Regions from separate parts of the Mus musculus genome. Here regions 1, 3 and 4 are each linked to region 2. A link is a contact called in public Hi-C and HiChIP or PLAC-seq data. All regions are on one chromosome and are shown on one strand. Each heading gives the region's core, a stretch centred on a gene start, on an enhancer-like site or on the middle of the called end of the contact. The rest is flanking DNA. Distances are from core to core; before and after follow the strand shown. Region 1 holds the start of Rabif (RAB interacting factor). Region 2 holds the start of Syt2 (synaptotagmin II). Region 3 has its middle 11 kb from the start of Gm46159. Region 4 overlaps Ppp1r12b (protein phosphatase 1, regulatory subunit 12B).

Region 1 (2,700 bases), core at 200-2,699, 210 kb after region 2:
TTTACAAAATAAGTGGAGAACTCTACTACCTGTCCGAGTAGTTCTTATTAAAACGGACTTCCACCCACTCCACAGACAAGGCCATCAGAACACGCTCTTGCAGCAGACACTGCTGTATGTGACTCTCCACCACTTGAAAGAACAGTGGCTTCTTACAAACCATTTATAATGAGGGTCTGAAAGCAATTTAGTTTGTACTATCCAATAGGATCGCATGTTACACTTAAAAAAAAGGGCTCAGAAACTTTTTTTTTCTTTCAGTTTTCTCATTGGGGTGATGGTGGTTTAAGACACTTATTTTAAAACCCTACCATACGCGGCTCATACCTTTAATCCCTAGCAGTGGGGAGTCCAGGTGGACCTCTTAAGTTAGAGGCCAGCTGGGTCTACAGAGCAAGTTCCAAGCCAGCCAAGGCTACATAGGGAGACCCTGTCAAACAAACAAACAACTTAAACACACATACACACACACACACACACACACACACACACACACACACACACACACACACGGGGGTGGGGGACCCTTAGGATTCAGATTCCAGATTACCTCTTATCATCAGGAGTGTGCTTTCTCTTTCACTTTAATTAAAATTTAACTTTATAAACCTTTCACACACACACACACACACACACACACACAAAATCCTACATGAAAAAGTCCTAACTGCAAGAAAAGAATGGTTAACCTTCGAAATCTATTCGAAATGCCTCGTCCTGGGAATTGTATCTCGGGGGACTTAGAAAAGTTGGGTACTAGCAGTCACTCGGTGTGAATTCTCTCCACCAAACTTGATCCTGGAGCTCCTCTGGGGAGAAGCAAATGAGACAAGTAGGGACTGAAAGATGGATAAAAGCTATGGTGGGAAGGAAATCCAGTGATTCTTAGGTGCCCTGGGGCGACACCGAGTGGTGGCTGGAGATACACCTGCGGGGTACAGCAGGTTAGCCAGAGCTCCAGGAAACAGGGGGCTAGGGTTCGTCCCTTAGCTCGCGCAGGATACCCAAAGCCTGGGGGCGGGTGGGCCGCCTAGGACAGGCACACCCTCTGAGGGAGTACTCTGCGAGAGAGAACAGTTTAGGGGACCAGGCAACTGTGCCTCGACACGAGGGTCCCAGTCCCCAACCAAGCCAGTGGGCGGGGCCTCACGACGCGGGGAGGGGCAAAGACGCGCAAGGAAGGGCGCGGTCTCCGGAAACCTGGGAACCAGGAGCAACCCGGAGCCGCTGGGTCGCTCAGGACAGCGCGACTCTAAGCAGCATCAAGCACTTTCCTACCTGCCGGCGAGAGAAAAGAGCAGTCCCTGGCTGCAGCACCCGAGAGCCACAACGCTGGCACAGCACCGCCTTCCGGTTCCGGCCCTCGGCTGACACGAGCTCGTTCTGCAGCTCGCAGGGTTCCATCGCCGTGCCGCCACACCATCAGCCACAACGGCGCACGCGCGATCTGAGCTGGCTCACCCGGAACTACGCTGGCGCAGGTCCCTGGGGGCGCCCCGCCCGTGCCTCTCGCTGTACCTCTGCGCAGGCGTCTGAACTCTATTGCGCAGGCGCCTTTCTCTATTGCCGGACGGAAGTGTCAGGAGTTACTTGTGACAATCCTTTTTCACTATACCTGGTCTCCCAGGCGCCCTTAATATTGGCCTAAGCAAATCACTATGGCTAGCCTTACCACTAACTCTTGGGATATTTCCCTTGCCTCATGAGTAGATGGCGATAATTCGGGTCAGGTCACACCTCAGCAAGATTTAGATACAAAACAATTGCTTTCTATGTAAGAAGTATGTATAATGCTTAGTACATTTAGTGTTGCGAAAAGTGTGATAATATTAAGCCTAGACTAATAGTGGCCATTTATTAGGTAGCAAAGCGTTGCTTATAGTAATTTTGAAAACGTCATTTCCTTAGAGGGTATGCCCTCGGGCATAATACAGGAAGAAGGCTAAGGTTTGCAATGTGTATAGGACATCAGAACGAGGGAATTAAGCCACCTTACTGTTCTAGAATGCAGTCTTGCTCCCCTGTTAGTCCCACATTACATGATGATGGACATTGTGTATGTGAGAATAGTAACCTGAGAAGGTCATAGACTCAAATATAATAGAACAATTTCAGAAATGGATTAGGAAACAGCTGTCTAGGATGTTGGGTCTTTTATCTCTGTATTTGTTTTTCAAGGCAGGGTTGCTCTGTGTAGCCCTGGTTGTTCTCAGACAGATCTGGCCACCTTAGCTGGGATTAAAGGCATGCACAACCACTGCACACCCACTTATTTATTTAAAGATATTTTTTATAAGTGTTTGGCTTACATGTAAGTGCATTGTGTTTGCGCCTGTGGAGACCAGAAGAGGGCACAAGATGTCTGGAACTGGAGTTACTGACTGTTGTAACCTTCCACATGGGTGCCAGGAACCCAGCCCAGATCCTCTGAAAGAACAGTCATCAGCTGGCACTCAACCATGACTCATCTCTCCAGGCCCCGTAGGTATCATTTTAATTAACCATTTGGTTGTCAGGAATGAAAGATTTTAGACACAGGGTACACTAGAAAAGGATCAAATTTAAAGCTGGGCAATGGTGGCACAGCCTTTAATCCCAGCACTTGGGAGGCAGAGGCAGGCAAATTTCTGAGTTCGAGGCCAGCCTGGTCTACAGAGTTAGTTCCAGGACAGCCAGGGCTACACAGAGAAACCCTGTCTT
Region 2 (2,700 bases), core at 41-2,540:
CCTTCAGTTGGGACAGGAGGTATCAGGATGGGAAAGACTCAGATCCTCGATGTGCCAAACCCCCATTTCCACGTCTGGAGACTAAGGCCTAGGAGAGTAAATGAGTTACTCAAGGTCAGCCAAAGGGGCAGAATGCCTTCTGATGCCCCCTGAGGTTCCAGGTTCTGAGTCTCACACTGTTGCCCTTCCAAGTGTGCACAGGGCTCTCTGCAGAGGCCAAGAATCAAAGGCAGTGAATTCCCAGGCACGGAACGCTTGGCAGACTTAGTCACGGACTCGGTTCACCGGACTGGACGGCCTTCCTCCTCCTCTTCCCCATCTCCCCACCATCACTCCTGTGTGGTGCACCACTCCCCTACATCAGACTGAGACTCCCAGAGGTACACCATTGGTCCAAGGTCACACAGCAAACCAGCAGAGCGCCACTGCCCACTCTCCCATCCGTGGCCGCTTGCCAGGATCCTTGAAAACCCCCATCCCTCCAATGCACAAAGCCACGGCACTGGTTGGAGAATGAAAAAGTTCTCGGGAGAGAACGGGGCACAAAACATGTCCGCAGATTCTGGTCTGGATAGACCAGGCCGAGGAGTGCCAGCACCCCCACTGCGCGCCACTCTGCGCCAGGGGGCTCCAAAGCTCCGAGCACATGGGATCCACCAACTCATTCTCACTGCAGCGGGGGCACGCAGGGTCCCCCACTCTCTCTCTCTCTCTCTCTCTCTCTCTCTCTCTCTCTCTCTCTCTCTCTCTCTGCACATGCTTCTCACCACACACCCACTGCATCCACCCTCCAGGGCACCTCTTCCTGGGATGAGCTGTGAGTGCCCTCGCTCCCTAGCTAGCTCCCTGTCCCAGTACAGAGCGCTATCCTGTGCTCAGCACTAGAACAGGTCTAGGTGGAGGGGTTCCTGGGATATTCAGGACATCTCCCCCGGGACAAAGAAGTGGATTTCGGGAGCCCGATCTCACCAAGGGCTGATCCTGCACTTAGTTTATGCCTCAGCAAGTGCTGAACCCTGAAAGTCATGGTCTCATTTGGTGATCCAGCCTCCCAGGGGTCCAACACCAGGCCCTGGAAAGCTGCTGGTGTCCTGGGTGTGGCCTCACTTGGGACTGCGGGACATGGGATGCCCTCGCAGGGCTCCCTGCCTGGGCTCCCTCTTACCCGGGGACGGTCCGGGAGCCGATTCGGCGTGGGCTGGTGCAGAAGGCAGCGGGAGTCTGCCGCCCCGAAGTCCAGGTCCCCTCTTCCCACTCCCGCGCCGGCCAGCGCTGCGGCTCTCCTCCCGCTCCCTCGCTCGCGCGCTCTGCAGTAGTAACAACCTGATCCGCTTCCCCCGCCCGCCAATTGAGATGCGCCTCACATCCGCCTGCACACGCGCGTGCGGCCCCTCGGAGGCGATCCCCGATCCAGATCCTGGATCTCGGGGAGCAGGGACCTGTCCTGGTAGCCCACACCCTGTTCTTGAGTCAGGACAGTCCGCGGAGGGTGGCTGAGAAGGGGCCGCCCCGGGAAGATGCTGCTTGGAGTCACCGGGCAGAGGGGTTTAGCCGCATGCGGTCATTTCAGAAGTTGCAGGCTGGGCGGCTCAGACCCCGGAACCGCATGGGGCTCCCCCCTGCCTCTGCGGAGAATCCCCACCACGCGCGCAGTGCCCTCCTACAACACTCCCCACCTGCCCCGCTTCTGCAAGCTTTTCCGGGAGCTTCTCGGCGCTCAAGAGTGGCTGGGGGAGGGGAATGAGAGAGGGGGACCTCCGCCTGACTGAACCGCAGGGGAGAGGAGAGAGGGGTGACGCGCTTCAGGGATACAGATTAAAGGCTTTCCTGAGTCAAGAGAAAAAAAGGGAGGGGGAACAAAAGGGGGACACCGAAGGGAGGAAAGGAGGGGAAGTGGTCCGGGGGCCACTGCACCAGGTCTCTGGAGGGTGGAGTCAGGACAGGGTGTGGGGTCTTTCCATAGGTAGCTATGGGAGGGGCGACGACACACGGAAGCTACCCGTAAAAGGGTTGTATCTTGGAGCCCTTCCTGCTTGCCCCAAATCTTGCTTTCTTCTTCTTGGGCAAGGGTTTCCACAAACCCTGAGTGGGGACACTGAGTAAGAGTGGCAGGGAGGCTTGAAACTATGGTGCCCCCTCATCCCCAGTGCCTTGGTCTGACCCTTGCGCCTCACCCTCGGTCCCCAACTCCCCTGCTGCTAAGACCTCAGCATCCCAGTCCCCAAGTGGAGTGTCCAGCTTACCCAGCCCAGCCCAGCCCACCTTTGCTCGTCTGGACTGGCTTGCTTGCTCCACCCTCTGCGGCAACACCTCTTTCTCTTTCCCTCCTGTTCTGTACACTCAAACAGGAATCAAGTTCAAGACCTGATGCAGGAAGTGATGAGGTGTGTGTGTGTGTGTGTGTGTGTGTGTGTGTGTGTGTGTGTTGTTGTTGTTGTTGTTGTTGTTGTTGTTGTTGTTGTTGTTGTTTTGTGTTTCCCATGGGCATACCTGGAAGAGACAGGAAATTACTAAACTACCATCAACCCCTTCTTCCTTCCCTCCCAGTCCTCACAGGCTGTAATGCTCCGGCAGGCAGCATGGCTGCTTTTTGTAGGGCTAGCGACTCAGTTTAGAATGGTGACTGCTTGCTGTAGGCCCGAGGCTACAGAAGAGCTGGTCTGGGGATTCCATGCAGCAGGGCTGGGCAGGAGCATGTCC
Region 3 (2,706 bases), core at 156-2,655, 190 kb after region 2:
TGCGACCGGGGTTTCTTGATGCCATTTCTGTGCCATTTGCGGGACTGGTTGTGTGTGGTGTGGTTCTTGGACTTGGCCATGTTTGCACGGTAACCCGCGGCCCCCGCAGCGCCTGAGACCGGAAGAGAAAAAAACCATGGTAATCTTCTAAGGCAGAAAGAGAGGGCTAAGGACTAGTGACCTCCTGCCGATGCCAAGGCCACCTGGTTCCATGCGCCAGGTTTCAGATTCATTTCATGACCAGATCGATGGTCTCCTCTCCCATTAGTACACTGTCATGGGCACAGTTGCCTCTGATCATGAAAGAGCTGCCCACAAATGCCAGCTCCTAATTCATCTTGAGAGGAAGGAGAAAGACAGAGGCAAAAGGGTCTAATCTCATTTCCTGAGAGGGCCCGAGGCTCTGCAAGCTTTGCTGTGATGGCGCTGTTTAAGGGTAACAGCACAGCAGAGGGCTGGACGTGCCGATCTCTGTGGACCCACTTCTGTTTGTTTTTGTTTTTTGTTTGTTTGTTTGTTTTTTCGAGGCAGGGTTTTTCTGTGTAGCTCTGGCTGTCCTGAAACTCACTCTGTAGACCAGGCTGGCCTCGAACTCAGAAATCCGCTTGCCTCTGCCTCCCAAGTGCTGGGATTAAAGGTGTGCGCCACCACTGCCCAGCGTGGACCCACTTCTAAATCCATGTTCCCATTGGACAGAGAAGGCATCTAAGGCACCATTAACACTCCATTCTCTAGCTAGGCGTGGCAGTGTATGTCTATAGTTCCCGCCCATGGAAGACGGAGGCAGGAAGATCAAGAGTTCAAAGTCAACCTCGCTCTATAGTGATTTTGAGGCTAGCCTGGGCTACATGAGATGAGAGCCTGTTCTAACAATCTCTTCTCTCTGATTGTTAGAACTCCATTTTGCCTGGCAAGGAAATCAGTCTTCAGAAGAATCTTGCTTTACTATGGAGTAAGAAACAAAGGAGAAAGCCCAGCCCACAGTTTAACACCTAAAATATCAGCTTCATAAAGGTGGGGGAAGGGTACAGTTGTCAGGAAACTGGGGGACTTCAGATGCAGAAGATGGGACCAGTCAAGTTCACACAGGTCTATCCTGTTAGAGGGCCCATTACAGGTCCATCCTGTTAGAGAGCCCACTTCAGTCAAAGCTAAGCAAGGGGCTGTCAGGAATGTTCTCAACTCCAGCTCCTTGGGCTGCACTATCCTCAGAGCCTGAGTGGGGAGAAAAAGAAGGTTAAGATTTTTATTCTCTCCCGTTCCTTTCCGCATACCAAGCCTTCATACCAGGTCTGACCCTTGACTCAAACATCTGGTGGTTTCTAGGCAGAACAAGCCACTAATCCCCCTCTTAGCAAAGCACAGGAACTCCTCCTGTCCGCAGACCCCCTCCCCTGGATTCCCTAGCTCCTCCCTCCCCAGCGCTCAGCTTCCAGACAAAAGCCATAGGCTTCAGGCTCTGGTGTTGTTCTTGGCAAGGGACCACCTGCATTCTAAGTGTTTTCTCCCTAAGAAGGGCTTCCCACTGATTTCAGGGCTGGCAAGAAATATGGGCTGCCCTCACAGCTGTGACAGCAGGCTCCAGGTCCACAAAGACAGCCTGGGGGATATGTTTCCCAGACTGTCTCACTGAAGAAGGTGTTGAAGGACTGAATCCTTTCTGCACCCAGGATCTTGCCTGTCAGCATGGTGTGTCATGGGCTATGTCCAGGTCCAGGCCATGGAACCCTTTGTGTCTGCAGGGATACCCATCTAGACCCTGGCTTGGTCAGGAGAATGGGGGATACATTCAAACTGATAGGGAAACAGAGCAGCATGGCATGCTGTATGTGGGGAGCAGCGAGGGACCTGAAGAGCCATTTTAAGAAGAGCCCTTCACCCCAAGGCTGAAGCTGTGTGTTGTTGGGTTTGAAATCCCAAAGACTGGGCTCTCTTTCTAAGTCTTCCTACACTTGGAAACCAACAACCTCCGGAAGCTCACTCTCCTTCACTTAGGGAGACAGTGAGTGAGCTTGGATCTTGCAGGACAGGAACTAGAGGAAGCCAAAACCAATCAACCAAATCCCACTGCATCTCTGCCTTCTGTTGTCTCTGGCAAGTGCAAAGAGTCTGTATGCCAGGGCAGATGTACTCAGAGCTTCCAGCTTCCAGCGCTGGGCCTTGGAGAGGTCTCCCCCATGGTAGCACCTCTGTCTCCTCCACATTCCCAAGGGGCAGAATCAAGTGAGGACTAAGGGAGTTATATCCAGTCTTCTGAAAATGTGCCCACACTCACCCGTCGCTGACTCCCACAGTAGAGACAGGTCAGCTCAGGCTGGTTTCACATTCAAGGGTCACACAAGAGGCTGGAAGACCTACCACACCTTCAGCTCTCCTCACCCTGGAAAGTTGTATAATGTGGAGACTCTCCTATTCTCTCTCTCTCTCTCCCTCTCCCTCTCCCTCTCCCTCTCCCTCTCTCTCTCTCTCTCTCTCTCTCTCTCTCTCTCTCTCTCTCTCTCTTTTTCTCGAGACAGGGTTTCTCTGTGTAGCCCTGGCTGTCCCGGAACTCACTCTGTAGACCAGGCTGGCCTTGAACTCAGAAATCTGCCTGCCTCTGCCTCCCAAGTGCTGAGATTACAGGCGTATGCCACCACCACCCGGCGATTTTCTCATTTTTTTAAGACTCTGTGTGTGTGTGTGTGTGTGTGTGTGTGTGAGAGAGAG
Region 4 (2,700 bases), core at 135-2,634, 160 kb before region 2:
TCTACCTTTTTAGATGAGAAAATGAGTATAAAATATCACCTTATGCTGAGATATTAATTCCTTCTGGAGAAGTAGCTCATTTTTTAAAGATATAGTTTCTATCTTCAAAAGTGTTATATTTTTATGTTTCTTAATGCCATGTTTAGACTTTATGATTTGATTATTTCTTTTACACTAATTCTAATAATGTGATTCTTTGGAAGTGAGCTTATAGCTACTTGTAAACATTTCTGATAATAATTGTGAGTAGGTGAAAAACAGATTTTTAACATTCATGCTTTTCATTGCTTTTCCCATCTCTGCAAGTATCAATTTTGGATCTCTGTTACCCCAGCAACAAGCTGTGACATCACAAATGATAGCTTTTTGGGTGGAAAGCCAATGGTTGCTCCTGATTCTTTGTTAAGAAACAAAGATCTTCTTTTCACAGAAATGACTTTAATTACACAGCTTGCTGTTGCAGTCTGTAGTTAAGGTTGCATTTAGAATCCTGCTCGATTTCTGCTTCAGTCTCTTACTTAGGCAGCTATGACTGTAGAGAATTAGGCGCTTGGCTAAATGGAAGAAAGACTGCAGTTGCTGGACTAGGTGAGAGAGAGCCAAATAGACTGAGGTTGTAGAATACTTTTCAATTGGAGAATTCAAGAAGATGATCATCAAATCTAGGCTGAGGACTGCCACAAAGACTTCCCCTGCCACGAGCTGAGGGAGGTGGAGACTGATATCGTAAGTGATTCTGGTGTCTCTTTCACCTGCAGTGAGATCCTCTCTCTTTGTGCATGTGCGGAGGGAGGTCAGGTGGCAACGAGCCTTTAAGGCACTCGTTCATATGCAGTATCTTGCCTTGTGCCATAGCTGATTTTTGTTTGTTCGTTTTTTAATGTCATATAAAAAATATCCTATAACAAATAAGTCCTGGGCAGAAGATGTCAGACTAAATGTATAATCATACTGATGCAATATTTACGAGCTCAGAATTAACAAACCAACAAACAAAATCTTGAGCAAGAAGATTCTCATTAGACTAGTGCCTCCTTTCTCTGTGCCAGTGTCTGCTATACATCATGCCTGACCATTCTCTTTTTGCTCCTGTCTTTTCTTAATTCCAGGACTCCTTACAAGTCCCAGGCTGACTCAACAGCAGAGAAAACAGCAGACAGTGTCTCCTCCAGCACCCCACTGTGTGTGATCACCAACCGTCCTGCGCCAAGTACTGCCAATGGGGTTCCAGCTGCCACAGTGTTCTCCTCCGCTGGAACAGACCCCTCTGTGGAGGCCCGGGAGAAGAGGAGGTATGAGGTTGCTGGTGCGGTTGCAGGGCTCTGCTGTGAGAAGAGAGACAGACAAGCGGGTGGGAAGTGTCTGACTCAAGCTCAGATAGATCTTAATCTTACTGTCTTAGCCTGGGAGGATTTTGTGGTTGGTGGGGGTTAGCATTATGTTGTATGTATAGTCAGAGCCTTTTTTCCCCTACTTGCCTTATAGCTGACAGACATATTTTTGTCTTTTGTGATGGAGAGCTTGAAGCCCAGATAAAGATCCTTTGTTTTGTTCTGAGTTCTCTGTGATTACTTTGTGCAGCAAGGTAATACTGTAATAAAGTGCTCAAAGAAGCAGTGCTGGGTGCAAGAGAAGCAGTGCTGGGTGCAAGAGAAGCAGTGCTGGGTGCAAGAGAAGCAGTGCTGGGTGCAAGAGAAGCAGTGCTGGGTGCAAGAGAAGCAGTGCTGGGTGCAAGAGAAGCAGTGCTGGGTGCAAGAGAAGCAGTGCTGGGTGCAAGAGAAGCAGTGCTGGGTGCATAGATTTAATTCATGGGAGAATAGTCCCAGGGAAGGAAATGAGCATTTATGGTAATGTGGGATTGTGGCTCACTTGTCTGCAGTTGTTGAGACTTGCTGTGCACCCCAGACCAGCCAGCTTTGATCTCTTGGTTCTCTTGCGGTAGCCTGCTTGAGACTAGGAGTGCAGATGGCCGCTACCATGCTCTGTTACACTGCAGTGTTTTTAGAGCGAAATTCCTAGAAAGCAGATGTAGATCAACTTGAGATAGATTAGAAAAAGAGCAGAACTTTTCAGTTGTTAGGATTAAGAGATTGTGCAGTGTGATAAAAGGAAGAAACATTAAGCATTGTCTTAACCTTGAAGTTATAAAATCTAGTGTGCAGGCTATGGTAGAGGGTTTTTTTAAGACTTGGAAAAGAACAAATTTTCATCAAGGTTTTTCAGTATCCAAAAAGATATTTTTCTATCTTTCAGTGTGTATGTATATGTGAGACGCCAGGAAATGTAATCTAAGACTACAGTACCTAACTTTTTAGTATTTGTTTATTGTGAAGAGAACTCAAAGCACACATTTTGAGAAAGGGGGGGGGGAGAAGTTAAGTGTATTGAAAAACAGCATTTCCTGTTATTGTTCTTTCCATAAAATTTTTAAGGAAATCAATTATCTGGACTAATGGGGTTCTGAGTCAGTAGTTGTCCTCTTTTTAAAAAGACATGTTTATTCGTGTGTATGTGTGCATGCCTATGCATGCATGTTTGCTTGTGAATGTGTATACATGTGCCATGTGTGTTGCTAGTGCCCTTGGAGGCCAGAAAAAGGGGTCAGAGGCCCTGTAGCTGGAGTTGCAAGAACTCCTGATACAGGTTCTGGGACTCAAGTTCAGGTTCTCTGGAGGAGCAGCAGGTATTCTTAAGAGCTGA

Evidence for each region. Hi-C and Micro-C count contacts between places; a contact is called where the count stands out from the background. HiChIP or PLAC-seq counts read pairs in DNA pulled down with a chosen protein or histone mark.
Region 1: a contact with region 2 is called in a Hi-C map of nephron progenitors, with 3 times the contacts expected there. The contact joins the promoter of Rabif here to the promoter of Syt2 in region 2. A contact is called at or near these places in 1 of 484 Hi-C or Micro-C datasets (nephron progenitors) and 4 of 115 datasets of contacts at active chromatin or transcription factors (CD8 T cells and embryonic stem cells).
Region 3: a contact with region 2 is called in a Hi-C map of nephron progenitors, with 4 times the contacts expected there. The contact joins the enhancer-like site here to the promoter of Syt2 in region 2. A contact is called at or near these places in 4 of 484 Hi-C or Micro-C datasets (embryonic stem cells and nephron progenitors) and 2 of 115 datasets of contacts at active chromatin or transcription factors (both in embryonic stem cells).
Region 4: a contact with region 2 is called in an H3K27ac HiChIP or PLAC-seq map of T-cell acute lymphoblastic leukemia, with 4 times the contacts expected there. The contact joins the enhancer-like site here to the promoter of Syt2 in region 2. A contact is called at or near these places in 9 of 39 promoter capture datasets (3T3-L1-derived adipocytes, cranial neural crest, embryonic stem cells and 5 more), 1 of 15 datasets of contacts at CTCF or cohesin (CD8 T cells), 19 of 484 Hi-C or Micro-C datasets (the AtT-20 cell line, B cells, CD4 T cells and 10 more), 16 of 115 datasets of contacts at active chromatin or transcription factors (CD8 T cells, the HPC-7 cell line, T-cell acute lymphoblastic leukemia and 10 more) and 3 of 9 other capture datasets (adipose tissue, embryonic stem cells and pancreatic islet).

What each region holds. Positions count from the first base shown.
Region 1 is chr1:134,493,388-134,496,087 of GRCm38.p6, reverse strand. Rabif (RAB interacting factor) reads right to left here and starts at 1,449. Exons shown (of 2, transcript NM_145510.2): 1 at 1,279-1,449. The coding sequence starts at 1,404.
Region 2 is chr1:134,707,890-134,710,589 of GRCm38.p6, reverse strand. It overlaps Syt2 (synaptotagmin II), which reads right to left and starts at 1,290. Exons shown (of 9, transcript NM_001355726.1): 1 at 1,166-1,290.
Region 3 is chr1:134,515,455-134,518,160 of GRCm38.p6, reverse strand. It overlaps the pseudogene Gm15454. Among named protein-coding and RNA genes, the nearest start is that of Gm46159, 11 kb to the left of the region's middle. Within about 2 kb of position 1,405, at least 43 of the 459 cell types and tissues checked have an H3K27ac peak or open chromatin away from gene starts, as enhancers often do. A contact at or near this core is called in nephron progenitors, where this site is marked.
Region 4 is chr1:134,864,370-134,867,069 of GRCm38.p6, reverse strand. It overlaps Ppp1r12b (protein phosphatase 1, regulatory subunit 12B), which reads left to right. Exons shown (of 24, transcript NM_001368827.1): 13 at 1,110-1,292. Among named protein-coding and RNA genes, the nearest start is that of Gm51265, 81 kb to the left of the region's middle. Within about 2 kb of position 1,384, at least 29 of the 459 cell types and tissues checked have an H3K27ac peak or open chromatin away from gene starts, as enhancers often do. A contact at or near this core is called in T-cell acute lymphoblastic leukemia, where this site is marked.